Regions from separate parts of the Gossypium hirsutum genome. Here regions 2 and 3 are each linked to region 1. Evidence: chromatin contacts called from public Hi-C data. All regions are on one chromosome and are shown on one strand. The core of a region is the stretch at or near the end of the contact, and the rest is flanking DNA. Distances in the headings are between cores, read along the strand shown. Region 1 holds the start of LOC121219829 (probable calcium-binding protein CML23). Region 2 holds the start of LOC107900854. Region 3 holds the start of LOC107900871.

What was found. Hi-C and Micro-C count contacts between places; a contact is called where the count stands out from the background.
Region 2: a contact with region 1 is called in a Hi-C map of leaf, with 2.2 times the contacts expected there. The contact joins the promoter of LOC107900854 here to the promoter of LOC121219829 in region 1. A contact is called at or near these places in 4 of 34 Hi-C or Micro-C datasets (hypocotyl and leaf).
Region 3: a Hi-C map of leaf shows a contact between it and region 1, with 1.9 times the contacts expected there. The contact joins the promoter of LOC107900871 here to the promoter of LOC121219829 in region 1. A contact is called at or near these places in 3 of 34 Hi-C or Micro-C datasets (all in leaf).

Annotation. Positions count from the first base shown.
Region 1 is chrD08:51,343,440-51,347,342 of Gossypium_hirsutum_v2.1, reverse strand. It overlaps LOC121219829 (probable calcium-binding protein CML23), which reads left to right and starts at 2,599. Exons shown (of 1, transcript XM_041098312.1): 1 at 2,599-3,445. The coding sequence starts at 2,599. The coding sequence ends at 3,213. LOC107900862 (brefeldin A-inhibited guanine nucleotide-exchange protein 2) reads left to right here. Exons shown (of 11, transcript XM_016826607.2): 10 at 16-701; 11 at 1,050-1,939. The coding sequence ends at 1,661.
Region 2 is chrD08:51,500,473-51,504,592 of Gossypium_hirsutum_v2.1, reverse strand. LOC107900854 reads left to right here and starts at 1,630. Exons shown (of 7, transcript XM_016826599.2): 1 at 1,630-2,061; 2 at 2,159-2,215; 3 at 2,303-2,428; 4 at 2,592-2,664; 5 at 2,748-2,840; 6 at 2,939-3,052; 7 at 3,125-3,276. The coding sequence starts at 1,919. The coding sequence ends at 3,178. LOC121219832 (transducin beta-like protein 2) reads left to right here. Exons shown (of 10, transcript XM_041098315.1): 7 at 25-115; 8 at 426-629; 9 at 837-881; 10 at 970-1,419. The coding sequence ends at 1,055. It overlaps TRNAK-CUU (transfer RNA lysine (anticodon CUU)), which reads right to left and starts at 1,527; the gene lies at 1,455-1,527. LOC107900855 (a long non-coding RNA gene) reads right to left here. Exons shown (of 2, transcript XR_001685062.2): 2 at 3,470-3,923.
Region 3 is chrD08:51,191,659-51,195,336 of Gossypium_hirsutum_v2.1, reverse strand. LOC107900871 reads left to right here and starts at 2,222. Exons shown (of 2, transcript XM_016826616.2): 1 at 2,222-3,154. The coding sequence starts at 2,489.

The sequences.
Region 1 (3,903 bases), core at 1,350-3,849:
CATTTTTCTTTTCAGGTTTATCAGAACTTAGTTTTGACCCTAGGCCAGAAATTAGGAAGAATGCTTTAGAACTGTTGTTTGAAACTTTGCGCAACCATGGTCACCTCTTCTCATTGCCTTTGTGGGAAAGGGTGTTTGAATCTGTCCTTTTTCCGATATTTGACTATGTGCGTCATGGTATTGATCCAGTGGGTGGTGACTCAAATGAGGAGGGAATTGTTAGTGACATGGATGAACTTGATCAAGATGCATGGCTCTATGAGACATGTACATTGGCACTCCAATTAGTTGTAGATCTTTTTGTGAACTTTTATAATACCGTCCATCCACTTTTGAGGAAGGTTTTCTCTTTACTCATAAGTTTTATCAAGCGTCCCCACCAAAGCCTAGCCGGTATTGGAACTGCTGCATTTGTACGTTTGATGAGCAATGCTGGAGATCTTTTTTCTGAGGAGAAGTGGCTGGAAGTAGGTTATTCATTAAAAGAAGCAGCTAATGCAACACTTCCTGATTTTTCTTGCGTTGTTAGTGGGGATAATATGGCTGGAACCAATGAGCATGCTTTGAATAGCCAAGGTAATGAGGCTTCTGCTGGTTCTGACACATCTCAGGGCGGTTCAGAGAGCCTGAGAACACAGCATATTTATGCTTCTTTATCAGAAGCAAAATGCCGAGCTGCTGTTCAGCTATTATTGATTCAGGTAGACTTCTCGTCTTAATATTGAAAAATCAATAGAAACCTTTCCTTGTATCATAGAACATGTAAAGGAATTTGAAATTTTATACAGGTTGAGAACTATACTTTTTAATCTAATCACGTTGTCAGAATTATGGAACACAGACTTGATTATTAAGACCATTTTTTAAATTGCAAATTTCTAAAAAGAACTAGTGCTAACTGTTCATTTTTTTTCATTTATTTCCTTTTCATTTATATTTATATTTGCACAAATATCTAACTAGATAATTGGTTTTAAATTTTTTTTAAAGTTTTAAGTGTGCTAACTTTTACTTTTGGTCTGATTTTGCTGTTCTTATTCTACTGACAGGCGATGATGGAAATCTACAACATGTATCGAACTCATCTTTCAGCTAAGAACACCTTAGTCCTCTATGAAGCAATACATGATGTGGCTTCCCATGCTCACAGGATCAACATCGATTCTCCGTTACAATCCAAGCTTCAAGAGTTTAGCCCCATGATCCAAATGCAAGATCCTCCCCTATTGCGTCTTGAGAATGAGGCGTATCAGTCTTGCCTTACAATCTTGCAGAATCTGATACTAGATAGGCCTCCAAGGTACGAGGAGGTTAAAGTAGAGTCCCATCTTGTTGATCTTTGCCAGGAGGTATTACTGTTTTATATAGAAACTGCACGGTCTGGGCAGACTTCTGAAACATCTCCCGAGGAGCAAAGCCAGTGGTTGATTCCTTCAGTTTCTGGGAAACGGAGAGAATTGGCTTCCCGTGCACCACTGATTGTGGCGACTCTCCAGGCCATTTGTAGTTTGGGAGACACCTTGTTCGAGAAGAACTTGGTTCAATTCTTCCCACTTCTTTCGAGCTTGATAAGTTGTGAGCATGGTTCAAATGAGGTCCAGGTAGCTCTTAGCGATATGCTTAGCTCCTCTGTGGGCCCTGTTTTACTGCGATCCTGTTGACCTTGGTAAAATTGGACCGTCGTTTGGATGTGTGATATATTTGCTTTCGTTTACCTCTCATCTTACTCTAATAGTTTTCACCCTCTCTTTTAGTTTTATAATAATTGTTACCGTAAATATAGTTTCAGTGTATGAAGAGCTCTATTCATAGATATCATTTGGGGAATTTTCTGTTGTATGATAGTTAATTCTTATTTTCCCTTGAAATGATTTTCAGAACATTACTTTTTTTTTCTCTGTAAGAAATTTTCTTATTAAATACGTGAGTTTGAAACTTCTCAATTTCTTGATAGACAAGTGATTGAAATTCCGGTTTAGTCCATTACTTGGGAACTTAAAATTTGTAGACTATGTTGAGAGCTTGAGATTGGTAAAAGAAAGGCAAGCTTGAGCTTGAGGGGTTAAGTAATGGAGGAAAGCATCAACTACCATGATTTGTCGTTGTATAAAGTGTAAAGAGTTTGGGATAAGAACTCGAAAATGTTGAAACTAGTTGCTTGACTTCCTTCCAAAGAGCTGAAGGCAAAGCTGCGGCGGATCTAAAAGCCAAAGACGAGCATAGTTATGCCGGCCCCCATTCGGTAGCTGCTTGTTTTTTATCAATTCAGCTGGCATCCACCAGACAAAAGAGACTCAATCAACAATACCACTACGTTAAAAAGACTTCGTCAAAAATTTGATTCTCCATTACTACCCTTCTCCCTATCCGTTTCACAAGGTTGAAAATGCGGGGAATATCCCTTCTCAATAGGGGTTATTTGGTCTTTTCCAAAGGTATTGTCCCCATAAAAATTATTGCTAGTTGACAAATTACTAAGTTTCTTGAAAAGAGCCATAACTTTCCGTTTTCAGCTTTCTACCATCGAAGATTGCAAACAGCCACCATTCCTAGCAAGACAAGTACCATTCTTTTTACGAGCTTTCCTTTCATTGGATTATGCTAAGTTCTTGCAAAACCTGTTGGATCTCTCTGTTTAAGAGAGTTCAACTGTTCCTTCACGTCGACCGGTGCAAGAGAAGATCAAAGCATCGCCGGTTACCATCGAGTTGCGATGTGATAACATCGTCCTTTGCTACCATGGAACTGTCAAATCAGTTTAAACAAGTCTTCAAAGTGATGGACGCAAATGGCGATGGGAAGATATCTTCATTGGAGCTTAGACAAGTGCTTTTATGCCTCGGACATGAAAAATCCACGGCCTCCAAAGTAGCGGAAGGTATGATCAGAGAAATGGATTTCAACGGCGACGGTTTCATCGATTTGGATGAGTTCATGCACGCGGTTGTCAACACCACCAGCGACGGAGCAATTTCTAGCTGCAGCAGCGGCGACGACGATCATTTAATGGACGCTTTTCTCATCTTCGATAAAGATAAAAACGGATTCATCTCGGCCAAAGAATTGCGCAATGTTTTGATTAGCCTAGGGTTCAACAAGTGCAGTCTTAAACAGTGTAAGCGCATGATTAGAGGCGTCGATAAGGATGGAGATGGATTTGTGGACTTCAAAGAATTTCGATTAATGATGAGCGCCGCAGAACGCAGCAGCTGAAACATGTTGCAGAAAAAGTCAAATAAAACGCGTAATCGTTGAATATTCTCGTTTCTCAGGTACTCATAATAATTCTTTTTTATTTTTCCCATATTCTGTCTGTCTAGAACCTTTTATCATTTGAAACTCAGTCTAAATCTCTAATTTAATCATATCCCTTTGACCTAATCCAATTGTTTCCTCGTAAACTTAATATTATTTTCTATCAAATATTCTAAACCTCATATTCTTTCATACCATGCCTAAATTCGTAATCATATCACTCCAATTTTTAAGTTACACTTGTTTCCCACCAAGTTTTCTATTTTAGATTATAGGAAAGGTGATGGTCAGATATTTCTCACAAATGCCCCAAATTTTACTGAAATAGAGGCCCATAACTCAATAAGTTGAAAGCTTAATCAAGACAAGTATTTGCGGCAATGGGTCCTACTATCATTTGTCGTGATCTAATTTCCTCCTCCACTTTTCCAATTTTAAAATTTTACTCTTCATCCAATGATAATTGTTCCATTTATGAAGTTAAAATTTAATGCTGCAAATATCTTATTATATGTGTATCAGTTCGTTATTTTCACATATTACTTAGTAAAAATACAGTTAATGGATTAACGACTATAATTTGTGTCAACATTGAAATTTTAAAATTTGAAGAGTATAGGGACTTAAAATGAGAAAATTGAACATATG
Region 2 (4,120 bases), core at 381-2,880, 160 kb before region 1:
TGTTTCTTTTTCCTAAATGTTCAGAGTGCAGTAACTTGGTTATGCTTTTCTCCAAACTCAGAGCAAATTATTACGGCATCCAAGGACGGTTCAATAAGAATTTGGAACATCAATGGTCTGTCTGAACTCCTTTTTCTTTCTCCCTCTTTTATGTACATATCCAAAATACTCAATGAAAAAAATCAACTGTATGAAGGTCAGTTTCTTTTCCACCTTCAACCCCTTTCAAGTCTGATCCTACAAAAGGAAAAGAGGCAGGGGTGGGAGGTGGAAGAAATATTCTCCATAAATTTGAAGACATGACATATAAAAAATCTAAACAATGAGCTAATTTGCAATTGTTTATGCCTAAACTTAGCATTTCTGTTTCTCGTAGTAATAGTTACAAATTTGTGTCTGCTGACTATTCTAAATGATTTGTGAAGTTCGATACCATCTTGATGAGGATCCAAAAACTCTGAAGGTGTTCCCAATACCCCTTCAGGATTCAAGTGGCTCTACTTTGCACTATGATCGTCTCAGTTTATCACCTGATGGAAAGATACTGGCAACAACTCATGGTTCAACATTACAGTGGCTATGCATGGAAACAGGAAAGGTCTTGGATACCGCTGAAAAGGCACATGATGGTACATCCCAAGCAGCAAACTTTTATTTTCTTTTATTGTTTTCCCCCCTTATCCTTACCATGTTCTCACATAAGAATCTATAGAAACCATGTCATGTCTAACTACATATTGCTAACAATTTTCTTAGTCCCGATGCTCTATGATGACTGTCACCTGGCATGGAATGATATTTAGGATTCTGGTATTAACCCTAGTTTTATGCTGCAGGAGATATTACATGGATTTCGTGGTCACCTAAGACTATACCTCTAGGTAAAATTTATTTTCTGCTTGTATGAGTTATATCTGATATCTCAAGTTACGTGCATTTCTTACAATTTTCCACGTTGTTTTTAAATAGGAAATGAACAAGTGGTGGTTCTAGCTACAGCAAGTGTTGACAAGAAAGTGAAATTGTGGGCAGCACCATCAGTAATTTCTTCGTGAGCCAATGCTTTTTACGTTCATTTTCAAGAATTTCATGGAGAAGACCAGGGATACCTGTGGATGCACTTTAGATCAGATCTGCTCAGCAATCTTTTAACATCAATAGAGAATACATACGTAGCACTTCCGGAATGGTAGAATAGCTGTATGGTAGGCATATCTGACTGGAGCCGATACGGAAGAATGTTCCATATAGTTGCTTGGATGGACTTTTATGTTACTGAACTTTTTTGCTTACTTGAAGGATTTAAAAAAAGATGTAGTGGGCTGTTTGCGATAACTCACACGAATAGTATGAAGGGAATTGGCCCATGTTTATGGATTATAATCATTTGAGCAATGAAATGTTTTGCGATTCATGTCACGGCAACAGTATTAAAAAACGTAAGGTAAGTCAGGCGCCCACCGTGGGGCTCGAACCCACGACCACAAGGTTAAGAGCCTTGCGCTCTACCGACTGAGCTAGACGGGCTTGTTGTATCTTTCTTCAAGAAATATTTTAATAAACTTTTATTATGGTGTTTGTAAATGTATTTTATTTCTGGCTTCTCTTCTGATCTTTTCTTCCCGCACGGCACGGAGCAGCAAGTTTGGCCAAATTACGTACCCAGCTGCGGTTTATATATATATGGTACATAAAAAAAGGTTGTTTATTTTAGTATTTTATTTATACAAAGCAAAACGGAATGGGTATAAAAGATAATAATAAAATATACGAAAATCGAAGTACAGTAAAAATTATTAAGAAAACGGTGTCGTTGGAACAACATGGCCGGTGGAGCTCATACTTTAGGTGCTCTATTAAAAGGCTGGAATAGGCTAGCAACGAGGGGGAGGAAGATAGCGAGCGACAAAGTAAGAGAATGGCATCAATGGCATCATCACCAAGCTTTCTCTACTACAACAAATACATAAGCAAAAGCAAAGCCCGAATACTTCCACGCATCGTCCTTTCTCAGTCCTCCCAGCTGCCCGACGATAAACCCCACCACCAACTTCCTCGAAGGTTAACTTATCTCCCTCCCGTTATTCATCATAATACATACGTGTCTAGTTTTTAAGCTTAAGAATCGGAGCTGAAAACATTGCTTGTAATTTTGAAGGGAAATCATATTGAGGAGCAGCGAATTAGCTGTTATAGGAGCCATCTTCAGTTTCAGGTTTTTGTGTCCACACCATCGCCCTTCTAAAATCTTTGATTTCTGGGTTCTTGACCAAAACAGTGAATGAATGGTTTGATGATGCAGTGGGAAGAAACCAGAATATCTAGGAGTGCAGAAAAATCCCCCATCTCTTGCTCTTTGTCCTGCTACTAACAACTGTATTTCAACCTCTGAGAATGTCACTGATCTCACCCACTACGCCCCTCCATGGTAAACCTCTCCCCCTTTGCCTTTTGCTTTTTTCTTTTTTCTTTGGTCGAAAATCGAAACTGGAAGCGTTTTTTTTTTGGTCGGTAAACGCATGAAAAATGTGCGCCGCCCCGACAAAATGTGATGCACATTGTGTTAACTATATATATATTAAATATGAAAGGAATTACAATGGTGGGCGTAATAGGAAAAAGCCAGTGAATCGTGAAGTGGCAATGGAAGAGCTTCTTCAAGTGGTAATTTTTTCCTTTTTTTTTCACAGTTAAATGGCTTTTCAAGTATTAAAAAGAATCAATCTAATTATACGGCATAATGCCAGATAAAATCAACGAAATCAGACAAGTATACCCCCAAAATCGTGGAGAAGAAAGACGATTACGTGCGTGTTGAATATCAAAGTCCCATACTAGGGGTAAAAGTTTAAGCTCTGTTTCTTTTTCATTACCAAACATATCAAAAACAGACCTGCAGATTGGCTTAACTGATTATTTATGTTATGTTGTTCAACAGTTTGTGGATGATGTGGAGTTCTGGTTTCCACCCGGTAAGGATTCAATCGTGGAGTACCGATCCGCATCAAGGATCGGGAACTTTGATTTTGATATCAATAGAAAAAGAATTAAGGTAAACATGATACAAATATACACACGAATATATAAAACTTAAACCCTGATATTAACTTTCTTTTGCTTACAGGCATTGCGAGTGGAGTTGGAAAAGAAAGGATGGGCTTCCGTAGAAACGTTTTAAAAGGACAAAAACATCATTTTGTACTGTACTCCTTGATTGTTGTTTCACACCACTGTTCACAGATTTTGTTATAAATCATCAATGCAAGATTTGTGTCACTTGCGTTTCCATAATTGAAAAAGATTATTATCACACACTGAACCATCATTGTACCAAATGCACTTCAACCCCAAATTTATCTTAAAAGATGACAGCTAAATTTATAGTATTCCAATCCTCGCATTTACAATTTAATATCTAATCTAACAAAAATAGTCAAAAGAGAGTAATCATGAGTTAATGCCATTTCCATCCATGAAAGATTATTCCAGTCTATTTTAGCCTAATGTCGAAGGTAAATCAACTAAGATTTAAGTATCACTACTGTCAGAATGCAAAAAAAACAGTTCAATACAACCAGCAGATGTCATGAGCTTGGACTTCAACTGAGCAAATCATGCGGCCATAGGCACGAATGGAGAGCATTTACTCTTTAAGGCTTTCTTGAGTTTTTTTACTTTCTGTTGTTTCAACTTTGAGGATTTAGGCTGAGTTAGGCAATTTAAAGTGAATTCTCCACTTAAGGCTGCACGGTTTGATTGGTCAAAGTCTAGGCCAGTGACACATTAACACAAGAACCATGATCATTCCCTAAATTTCAAGTATTCCACTTCTGTAAGAGCTCTTACCCGATTCAGAGTGGAAAGCCACCATCAATCCTTCCTCAGATCCTTAGATTTAAGACAACAATTTCGAGTTTATTCCCCTGAATTAGGAAAGGAGAGTCAGACATGGAATTAGACATTCTTAGCAAAAGGTAAACTAGATCGAAGCTCCAACAGCAAGTTCGATATTCATGTTACCTATCCATCTGTATGGAAAAAAACCAACAAGGGAGCTCATCTATTGTTCGAGGTGTTTAGACTTTCAAATTCTCTATAAATTGAGCATTTCTCAAGCTCA
Region 3 (3,678 bases), core at 973-3,472, 150 kb after region 1:
GACCCGAGTATCCTTATTATTCCAATGTAGCTCAACGGGCTTGTAAACGAATCATGTTCATGAAAGTTCAGTTTAAAGCATAAATGGCAAGCTCAGGTAAGTTGTAAGACTTAAGAACTTATTATACTATCAATTGATGTTCAACGATGCAGCAAGGATTGAGTAAGTTATGCACACATGTATTCTAAGTAAACAAGTAAGAGAACTAGTATGAGATTAACTAAAGAGTAAACTAGAGATATAGACATTGAGTTTAATTATTTAAGTTAAATATTGTTATTTATTTGCTAGTAAACTTACTAAGCTTTATGCTTACTTCTTTTATTTCTCTTTCTCTTATAGTATTGCAAAGCTACTTCAAGGATCCTAAAGAAGTCGGAGATCGTCCACACTATCAACTACAACTGCTCGGTATTTTATATCGAAACACGTTTGAGTTATGGCATGTATAGGGATTTAGTTATTTTGTATGTTTGTAATGATGATTTTGCTAATGAGTGATGTGTAAGTATTTGATGATGTATGGTTATTAAAATGATTAAGGATGAAGGTGTTTGTTGTTATGAAAGATTAGGTGATAAATTATGCATGGAAATCATGAAAGGATAAAATTTTGCAAAGAAACAGAATTCAGGCAGCACAGTGACGTGAATTTGAAAAATCATCCAAGATAGTATAAAATGAATTAGAGGGTGAATGATATATGGAATTAAAGCTTGTTTAGTCTATTTTCATGGAAAAATAACGGTGTAGAAAAAGGAAATTTATATTTTAAGATATGTGAATTTTAGTAAGATAGGGTCAGAACTGTTTTTGGAGTCCCCTGTTCTGAGTTTAGAAAATAATTAAAAATTGTACAAAAATGGTTATGAGTTGAAATTTGCATGCTTAGATTTATTAATGAGTCTATTTTCTGTAGAAACAAGTAAGAACTTCATATGAAAATCCTAAAGTGAGAAAACTTATTTTTAGTGACTAGAGGTCAGGGCAGTCAGGTGGTGAAACAGGGGAGACTTTAACTAATAAACTGTACTAATTTGCTGAACCAAAAATTCTAAAAATTTTATGGTGAGTAGATATATGAGTCTAGATTCAGGGAAAATTTACGGAATTAAATTTCGAGTTCTGTAGCTCAAGTTATAATTAATTTAGTAACTGCTGCGCGATTGGACAGATTTGCTGCGAATAATGAAATAAATTTTCAAACCTAGTTTTTATGCTCCGAATTGGTAAGATAAGCTAAGTAATGCCTCGTGCTCGACTCCGGAAACGGTCTCGGGTAAGGGGTGTTACATTTACCCATTATGAAAGGAAACTTTGCACATACTTCACAACATCCTCCTTCATCAGACCAAAATTTTTCATAAAAAAAAACCCCACAATATCCATCCGACCATGGGGCTTTCAACCCTCCCAACTAAAACACAACATTTTTAATCTCATCAATAGTCACCATTTTGACAAGATCCTCATTTTGTTCAACAGTTATAGACTTCTTCCTCATTATCAATCCACTTCCCACACCCGTTTTTCAAATGAATCACCTTATTCCCCTGTCTCCTTCTAATAGTTTGCTGGTGGAAATATTTATATATATGTACATCACACATTTTGATCTAATATTTCCATTCGAGTTAATATATTATTTGGTATTTGAGTTTGTCTCTAATATTCAATTTAAGACATGAAATTTTTTTGTCTCAATTTGATACATGATTTTGATTTCAATATTCAATTTGGTAGCTAATTTTTTTCCATTTGATGCTTGAGTATTTTTTTCCTAGTTAAGTACTTAAATTTGGCTTTAATGTTCAATTTTGATACTTGAGTTTCTTTTTTATCCAAAATTAAGTACATATTTTTTTTACTAAAGCACAAATGTCAAATATTCATTGGGTCACGTGATGTCGCTAAGTCTAGATACCAAATTAAATATTAAAATCAAACCTTGGGACAAAATTAAACATTAAAATCAAATTTGAGTACCATATGTTATATTCACCTTTATATTCGGTTCCCTCAACATTGAATCTTGCCATTCATCCCAACGAGGCCTTAATAAATTTATGTTGAGGGCTTGATTCCATAAAAGCAAAAGCCCAACAAATTCATGGCTGGAAGGAGCCACTAATCACCGACTTCGAGGGCTTAAGAAATCAATGATTGGGCCATGGCGTTGATTATGCTCTTTTCTAGTTTATTTATTAGGTTTTAACGATCGCCCATTTCCATCTTCTTCCAGTTTGAGGTGGGGGTTTCGCTTTGACACGGTCTATCTGTTGTTTTACCCATTGGCCAATTGCCATCACCTAAAAATTTACTAAAATTTACAACCAATCTCTCCTTTTTTTTGAAAAGAACCATGGAATCGCTTTTCATCATGATTGTTTATTTATGCCCATCATTCCTAATCTTCCAGAAACCCTAATTTTATTGTTTTCTCTTACGATACCTCGTTTCGTTGTTGACCCTGCAGTTTTCTTAACCCATGGACCTTCAACAGCTTGATCCCTTGCAAATTTCAATTCCGAAAGCCTCGGATCCCTACAGTATCATGAACAATTCCTCCGTATGGCTTGAAATCCGTCTCTTTTACGTTCGGATAGCGCCCTGCGTAATCGATAGCGCGCCGGACCACCTCACCCTCTGCTACCTCCGCCGCGAAATCGGTTTCTCCCTCGAAGTCAACGGCTCTCGTGTCCCGGCTTCCGATTCCGCTTCGTTCACGCTCCGCCGCGACCGTCTCGACCGGGAGTCGTCGGAGGTCACTTATTTGAGCACCGATAGCGTTCGCGTCACCGGAGGGTTTGAATTCGAGGTGTACGAGAATGAAAAGATGATGTTGTGTGGCTCTTTGGAAAGGATGGAAGGGGAATGGAGCATGGATTGTTATATGGCGGCAGCGGTTAAGGAGCCTGGGAATTCTGCGTTTTTCCAATGGAAAAAGGGGGTTTCAGCGCCGAGCATTGAAGTTTACATTGCGGGGTGTTCCGCGGGTGTGCCTGTGATATTGACGAAGACGATAACAGTGAGTCCTTGGAGGAAAAATGGGTCGAGGCTTAGTTCGACATTGGATGCGATTCCTGAGGATGAAGAGATTGGCAAAGGGAATAACAAGGGTAGTAATGGATTGGTTAGACACCGGAATTTGCAGGTAAAATTGGCATTGTAACTGATCATAAATCAATAATGTGGATTTAGATTCCATCATGTTAAGGGAATTGGCGTTATTGCGTGAGAACCCTTGATTGTTTTTAGAATCTTATAACAGAGTTTAAGATGTTACTTTATGGCATTAGCATATGAATACTGTTATTGCTTTTATAAGTATGCTGAGTTGAAATTGAAATGTTGCTGCCTTTTTTTTGTCTATACATGATGGGAGGTTTATTCTGGTCTTAGAGAGTAGGCATATACAATGTTGTTGCTTTGCCTGTTTCGTTATAAAGCATTCTGTTGTCTGCTTCGGTCGGTATAATGATATTGGATTCTTCATTTGTAAATCCCAGTCCTTGCCACAGCTTGTTTTCTGCTTGTTAAGCAAGCTGAGTGGTTTAGGGTATTCATCAGCTGTTCTTAGTAAACTTTTTCAATTCGTCTCCTAGATTCAACTTTAAGGTTCTTTTAGGGGGAAATGTAATTTTTTTCAAGTTCTGGGAGCATAACAACAACAGCTGC